Regions from separate parts of the Triticum aestivum genome. Here region 1 is linked to region 2. The links are chromatin contacts, called in public Hi-C maps. All regions are on one chromosome and are shown on one strand. Each heading gives the region's core, a stretch centred on a gene start, on an enhancer-like site or on the middle of the called end of the contact. The rest is flanking DNA. Distances are from core to core; before and after follow the strand shown.

Evidence for each region. Hi-C and Micro-C count contacts between places; a contact is called where the count stands out from the background.
Region 1: a Hi-C map of leaf shows a contact between it and region 2, with 9 times the contacts expected there. The contact joins the enhancer-like site here to the promoter of LOC123122407 in region 2. A contact is called at or near these places in 1 of 5 Hi-C or Micro-C datasets (leaf) and 1 of 1 datasets of contacts at active chromatin or transcription factors (leaf).

What each region holds. Positions count from the first base shown.
Region 1 is chr5D:429,359,012-429,363,071 of IWGSC CS RefSeq v2.1, reverse strand. No RefSeq gene overlaps it. Among protein-coding and RNA genes, the nearest start is that of LOC123122407, 39 kb to the right of the region's middle. Within about 2 kb of position 2,676, at least 1 of the 8 cell types and tissues checked has an H3K27ac peak or open chromatin away from gene starts, as enhancers often do. A contact at or near this core is called in leaf, where this site is marked.
Region 2 is chr5D:429,320,450-429,324,065 of IWGSC CS RefSeq v2.1, reverse strand. LOC123122407 (la-related protein 1B) reads left to right here and starts at 1,557. Exons shown (of 7, transcript XM_044542599.1): 1 at 1,557-2,022; 2 at 2,173-2,932; 3 at 3,012-3,168; 4 at 3,249-3,339. The coding sequence starts at 1,693.

The DNA of each region.
Region 1 (4,060 bases), core at 1,427-3,926, 38 kb before region 2:
CAGCTCCATCATTACTCCCAATTACCTTCTCTTTTCCTTGCCCAAAAGTTGAGGCACTAGCTCCATCAACGCCCCCAGTCTTCTGATTACTATTGGTACCACCTCCGACATAATTTCTTCCTGTAAACCCTTCCCTAGCACCAAATCTCCCTTCTCTATAGGCTTCAACCTGCTGAGAATTATCAAAAGGATCTACCTCTCCCTCTTTCTTGCAATATTGGTAGTTATGTCTCCCCCAGGTGTTGAATCTCCCTATCCCACGCTAACCTCCATATATATCCCCTATTCATCTCAACACACTCCTCTCTTGCAAGTGGCGGCAGGTAGGGGAACCCTAATTCCTCAAAAGGGCCACTCTCTCTCTCAAACACAAGGAGAGGGTGAGAATTTATATGACCAAAAGATCTGGAAAGTGTATTATGAGGATGCGCCTCCATATTGGCCTTCCCCATCATCCACCAAACCTATCTGATCTTTTTGAGCGGGGACCAAGCAACCCAACTTGGAATTGCTCGTTCCATACCCACCCATACCCCCAGGGGGAACCTTTTTTGATAACATTAACTGAGTAATCAGATAGAATCATATCATCTAGAGCAACCAAATCACCTGACCAAAAGTCAGGGATTCGAGAGAATTGCTTCTCTTTCATCTTACTGTATATCATCTCTCCTTTGATAGCATCTTCAGAACTAATTTTTTTACACAACCTCAAATCAAAGGAAGCGCAAATTGAATTTATCCCATAACAAGAGTAATATTGCCTTGTTTTTCCCCTTCTTCACTCTCATCGCGGCACGAATTATGCCTGGAGAGAGTAAATATTTAGAAGTGTCAGTAGAGTTACATGGAACTTCCGATTAGAGCTCAGCCACCTCATCGGAGTCGTCCCCGGCCAATAACCAAAACCGGCCACTGGCCAGCGACACCCCTACTCCATGGCCATGGAGCGAGCGAAGCTGAACAGGCGAGGGAAGCGCGGCGACCTCCTAGGAAGAGACGCAACGTCGTTTGGCCTTCTTTCTCTTGATAGGGACCGCCATCGTCACCCTCTGCCCCACCTCTACATCCTCGTCCACCTCTGCCTCCGAATCTGAACTGGTCACCATCGGCCGTACGCTCGACCCCAGCAGCGAAGCCGGCAGCGCCATGACCGCTCCCACCACCATCTCCGATGACCCCGCCAGGGCGGCGCAGTGACATCTGAACAATCTCCACTTCCGCATCTGTCATGGATTGTCGGAGGTAGCTTCCTCCAACGCTCAGAGCAGCATCTTCAGAGAGCCCACCGCCCGCCCATAGGGGGACAGGTGGAGGTCCTCTTCCTGAGTGAGCATGCGGAACGCCCTTGCCACGACAGCTTGCATGTCCTCTCTCTCCACGAACCAAGAGAGGATCTCCCACATCCTCTCCATCTTCAGTTTGTTGCCTCTCGCAAGCTCCAACATCCTGGCTTCGAGCTTCAGCTTCCAGTGCGCCATCAAACCCTAGCTTTGGTCGAGATTTTGGGTATGGAGGAGGGGAATCGCACTCGTCGAGAGGAGAGGGGATGGAATACACCTGACTCCCCTGACCAGCCTTAAAAGCTCGACAGCCATGGCGGTCCGCCTCCCTCCCCTCCTCGAACTCCGCAACATGCCAAGCCGCACCCTGCAGCCGCCCAACCAATGATATGTGACAAGGGAAATGGACTTGAGTGCCCTCACCTATTGTCTCACTCTCGCGCACCGCCCGCTCATCAACGTGAACCCCTCGATCATTGAGAAGGACCAGCCGCCGCAACTTGCCTCGTCGGAGCTGGATTCCTCGCCGGAAAACGAGCAGAGCCGGCGCACGGAGGTCAGAGACCAGGTGCACCGCCCAGCACAGGTCGCGTGAGTCGTCTGCCATCCGGTGGTCACTCCCTTGAGATCTTCCCTAGATTTGTCTTGTCGGCGCTGTGGGCACGCACATACTCTGGTTGGTGGGGGCGCTCCCTTCATTTCCATGGTCAAAAAATAATTAGAACCAACCATCTGCATGAGCGTGAGGGAGCACCGCCCCGGCCGGGATCGATCCTTCGGACAACATTCTCCGGAGCTGGGGGCGCTACTGCCTGCCTACCCAATCAACACTATGGGATTGACCATGAAAGGCAACGTGTGGAAACGAACAGATTCATCTGCACCGGTGAATATGTATAGTTTACGTGCATGAACGAGTCTATGATGTAGACGTCATAAATTTATATATTTTTCATATTGCAAACATGTACCATTGTTAATCACCCCTCTCAAGAAAGAGCACATGTTATTCACGACTCATGGTTAGGAAATAGAGAACCACGCTGGTTTATCATCTCTCTTCCTGCGTAATAAAGAGAGATGATTCTAGTTCTGGTTTAGAACTGCAACTGCAATGCGCGAATGCGGCCCAAAACAACAAGCTCGCTTGTGTGTGTGTGTGAGAGAGAGAGCCGGGTAAGAAACGAGAGGACATGCGTGCGTGCATGTCGCGCGCAAGCAAAGTGTGGACGAATGCGCCCCAAGCCAGCTCCTTCCCTAATCCCTGTCCACGCCACCACGCGCAAGTGATTTCCATCTACCATCTGTACGCAAAAGAAAGAAGTTACACCACAGCGACAGGCCGCGACGTTCAGACACGTACGTAGGCGGCACGCCGTAGTTCGTAGCCAAAGCGGCTCGATCGCGGTGCACGGCGCCAAGGCTACCGTGTTTCCGTCCCGTTGCGTGGAGTGGCGGTAGCGCAAAGCACGTTCGGCACGCGCAGCACGCGGCGACAGAGACCGTGCATATCCATATCCTCATTAAAAAGGACAGAGACCATGCTGGATTTTTTTTTAAGTTGATGGTGACTTGTTCAACATTTTTTTAAATGGTTGATTAACATTTTATATACATGATTAATAAACTTCATCATTTTTAATACATGATCAACATTTTAATACACATATTTAATATATTTTTTAATGCTTGATTAACATTTTTCAAATAATTGTTCAACATTTTTTAAAATGCTTGATTAATGTTTTTATATACATGATCAAGATTTTTTTGAAATAATTGTTCAACATTTTTCAAATAGTTCTTCAATACTTTTTCAACATTTTTAGTTCGAATGCTTGATTAACATTTTTATATACATGATTAACATTTTTTCAAATACTTGTTCAACATTTTCCAAATACTTGTTCAACATATTTTAAATGTTTTTTTAGAGTTTTTAAAATATATATAAGCATTTAAAAAATGTTAAATGTGTATAGAAAGAATGTTGACCGTGTATGAAATAAATGATGAATCTTTTTGATCATGTATATAAAAATGTTATTTAACCATCTGAGAAAATGTTGAACAAGTATTTGAAAAATATTAATCAAGCATTTAAAAAATCTTAAATGTGTATATAAAGAATGTTGACCGTGTATTAAATTAATGATGAATCTTTTTGATCATGTCTATAAACATGTTAATGAACCATTTGAAAAAATGTTGAACAAGTATTTCAAAATATTAATCAAGCATTTGGAAATGTTAAATGTGTAAATAAAAAATGTTGACCATCTATTTAAAAATGAAAAAAACATATCACATATATAAAAAAATGTTGAACAAGTATTTCAAAAATCTTAATCCAGAAATTGGAAAATGTTAAATGTGTATAAAAGATGTTGACCATGTATCAAAAAAAATTAAATTTGTATTGTAAGAATGTTGAGTATGTATTAGAAAAATGTTGTTGACATATACAAAACAATATAGAATAAAGCAATAAGAAAAATATAATAAAACCCCAAAAGAAATAAAATAAACCAAAGAAAAAAACAAAGAAGCAAATGCAATAAATATTTAAAAAGGAGAAGAAAAATAAAATAGACAAAATTAAACAAATAAAATTAAAAAAAACATCAAAAGAAAGAAAAGAAAAAACCAATAAAAAGAGAGAAGATGCGGAGAAAAGAAGCAAAAAAAAAAAACAATGGAAAAACCAGGCTCGTTTAGACTTAAGAACTACCGCCCTACATCAGAAACACTCATGAGAGCCTAGGCAGGGTTCGAAT
Region 2 (3,616 bases), core at 308-2,807:
CTCTTTTTACGGCACGTGCCAGTGTGAGACGAGCTTCCATGCGAGCATGCAGATGCAGCGCCTGGACCGACGTGGAATGACCCTGCCGGACGTACACGGTATGCCTGACCTCGGTGATGGCGAGACAAGATCGAGACATACATCGACTTTCTGTTCAAAAAATGGAACCAGGTAGTGCAGATGTCAAAGAAGCTAGCTACGTACGTGGCTATGCCAATGCAAGCGGATGATACCGCTGGTCAACATGCGTCGGAATCAGATCGAGCCCGACTGCTACTTTTGTTGACCCGATTTCCTCCGGCCCGGGCATGTCCTCCTTCCTTTCGGCAGCCAAAAGGTACGTAGATTTATGCATGGATGCACGCACGAACCAGCGATCGACGGCGCAAACGTGCACCGGGAGATCAACAAATCTCCAAGCCATCCCGGGATCGGCAGTTGCAATTTCTTCCTGCCCGAGCCAGTCCATGTCCACGTCCCACGCTCCCGGAGAAAAGAAACGGAATTTGCTGGCTGGCTGGCGGCCTGGCAGGCGACACGGGGGGAAACCACAAGGAAGGAACCTGCTGCTGGCTGGCAACTGCACTGGATGGATGCATGCAGCGATTGCCTCGATGCCTTGAGCAAACAACATGGGTCGTGTGATCAGCAAGTAGTCGTGCCAGCATGGAGTTCTATCTATCTATCTGTCACGTCTCACTGGCCAGTCACCACACGGTGACAGTTTTCCTTTTGGTTTGTTCCACGGGTTTACAGACCGTTTTCTTTACATTTTTTACGGTGCCAGGCGGCGAAGTGGTCCTAGCTTCTGCCGCCATAACACAGACGCCGCATGGGCGAGAAGAAGGCCATGGGCGCGTGCCGCGGCGACAGTCTGCGCGGCGCCTTCAGTTGCTGGTTAATGGCGTGCATACAAAACTCAGGGTCAAACACGTACGCACGGTGGGACGAAACGGCAGCTGGTCCACGTCGTGCCGCCGCTCACTGCTCACGTACGTATGCATACAAAACACAGAGTCGAACAACACTACACGACCGTATTGATCAGCGCGTGGAGACGATCTCCTGGTCTGAAGCCGGGACCGGTTAACTGTTAGCCAGTCCACATACTACCACTGTACTAGTGCTACTACTAGTGAAGAGTCGCTGGGTGGTCATGCAAAGCGTGCCACGCTGCTGATAAATCGCACGCATATCCTATGCACGTACGGCACTCCTCCTCCTCCTAATAGTAGTACGTACATGAGGTGACGTGCTAATTCCATTTTTTTCGTTTATTACAAGTGAAATACTAGATTGTTTTTTAAAATTTAGAAGTAAAATAATCTGGTAACATGTGTGATGTGTCAGTCTTAGCACGGCCATTGTCTGTTCAGGAGCGCGGCGGCGACAGTTGGGAAATACGCACAACAAAATCATTCTGTCCTGGGGAGGGGAGGGCGTGCCTTTTCCCGGAAATGCCCCGCGGGTTGCCCTAGAACTTCCCACCTACCCTCCACCGCCGCCGCTCCTCAACTCCCCTCCGGCTCCATCCCATTTTTCCACCCCCCACCACCTCTCTAGTCCCTCCAGCCGCTGCCCCCTCCACCCTGCCTGCAGCCTCCTCCCCCTCGTCGCCTCCGTTCCCGATTAAATCGCAATCCAAAACCCCCCTCCGGAACTCCAGCCCCCGCCGCCCCGCCTCTCCCTGCCATGTCGCCGGCCGCTGGAGGCGCCGCGCCCACGCAACCGGCGGCCACCGCCGGACTGGCGCCGGCGGCGATCGCCGCGCCGCCCCAGGCCCCGTCGCGGGTGAACCCGCGCGATCCGGCCGCGCAGGCGGAAGGGGCCGATCCCGGCAATGCGGCGGCGAGGAAGACGGCGTGGAACGTGCCGCCGCCGCCCCCGGCCCCCGTCGGCGGCATCATGGGCGGCGACGAGTCCTGGCCGGCGCTCGCGGACGCGGCCGCGCGGGCCTGGCCCAAGTCCTCCTCGTCGGACTCCCTCAAGTCCCTCTCCGACGGCTCCGCCCCCTCCCCGCCGGTAACTGAATCTCGCCATCAACTTCACACGTGTTCTTTGCTTATGCATCTAGCAAGCCATCTCCCGTATTTAGTTTTTTTTTCAGCAATACCCGATGAGTTTTTTTTTTTTTTTTTTGTATCTGATGAATGAATCTGTGGATGAAATCAGGAGGATCCGATTGTGCCACTGGTGCCACCGCAGCCGCAGCTACAACCAGTTTCTACTCCGATATCCGCTGCCTCAAGTCCAGGCCCTGCCTCTACCTCTCCTCCTCCTAGTGCCAGTGCCACCACCACGGCCTCGTCGCCGCAGAACGGCAGCACTAGCCAGCCAATTTTAGTTCGGCATGGTGGTGGTAACGGTGGTAACAATGGAGGGGGCGGCGATGGCAATGTGAGCACTCATAGCCAGAGCACCGGTAATTATAGCAGTGACGGGAACAGCAGTAGTGGTGGTGATGGTAACTGGAATGATGGGGGTCTTAGTGGTGGCAACAACTTGAATTCTAGTGTTCATAGCGGCGCCATTGGTGGCAGAGGTATTGACAATAGTAGGAGAGTGTTCGGTAGTAACAATTGGAATGGCAACGGTCGTGGTGGTGGCAGCTACAACAATGCCACCGGCAGCGGTGATGGGGGCAACAGATATAACGGCGGTAGTGGCAGCGGCCACTGGAACAATAATGCCCGACATGGTAGTGGTAATAGCAATGGCTTTGGTGGTCGTGGCGGTCGGAATCGCCGTGACCATGAAAGAGGGAGTAATTTCTCACCAAGGGGCTATTCCCGTACATTGCCAGTGCAGCAGCAGCAGCCGGGCTACTACCAGCCTGGTCCATTTCAACGACCACCACCGCCATCACCTGCTGCTGCCCATTTCATGGTGCCACAACCTTTTGTGCCATACGTTCAACCCATTCCGTATCCTGGTAAGTCAGTTCATCCCGTGTCATCCTTTGATATAAATTCTTCTCTTTGATGTAATGTGGTTGGTGTGGCAATCTGCAGCTGATTTACAAGCCTCCTATCCTTACTATGTCACACAAGTTGAGCAGCAGTTTCAAAACATGCATCTTATCCGGCCGCCAATGCAGCCATTGGCGTTTCAGCAAGATCAAATTAATCTCCAACGTGACATTCAGCTGCAGATCGAGCACTATTTTAGGTAGTGAATCTATTTGAAAATTCTTGAGGAGTTATTGTCTCTTTTATGCTAATTGTTTGTTTCATTTCTTTTCTTGTTAGCACTAATAATCTTTGCCACGACACATACTTGAGGGAACGTATGGATGATCAAGGATGGGTGCCTATTGACCTAATCGCTTCATTTCCTATGGTCTGTTTTTTCATTCTCATTTGATTCCCTTTTTTCATGTCAAATCGAGATGTATCCTATCTGTGGTTCTAAATCTCTCTGATGACAGGTTGAATGCTAGTGTGATACCTCTGCTGATTGTACTTTCACATATTATATAACTTATGTTGCATGACCAGAACTTGGAAATTTACTTAGTACACTATATTCTACGAACAACATGAGTTTGTGAGTTTGTTTCGTAAACGACAAGATTGTATCTGCATTTACCTGTCTACATATTTCTTGCGGCTCTTTA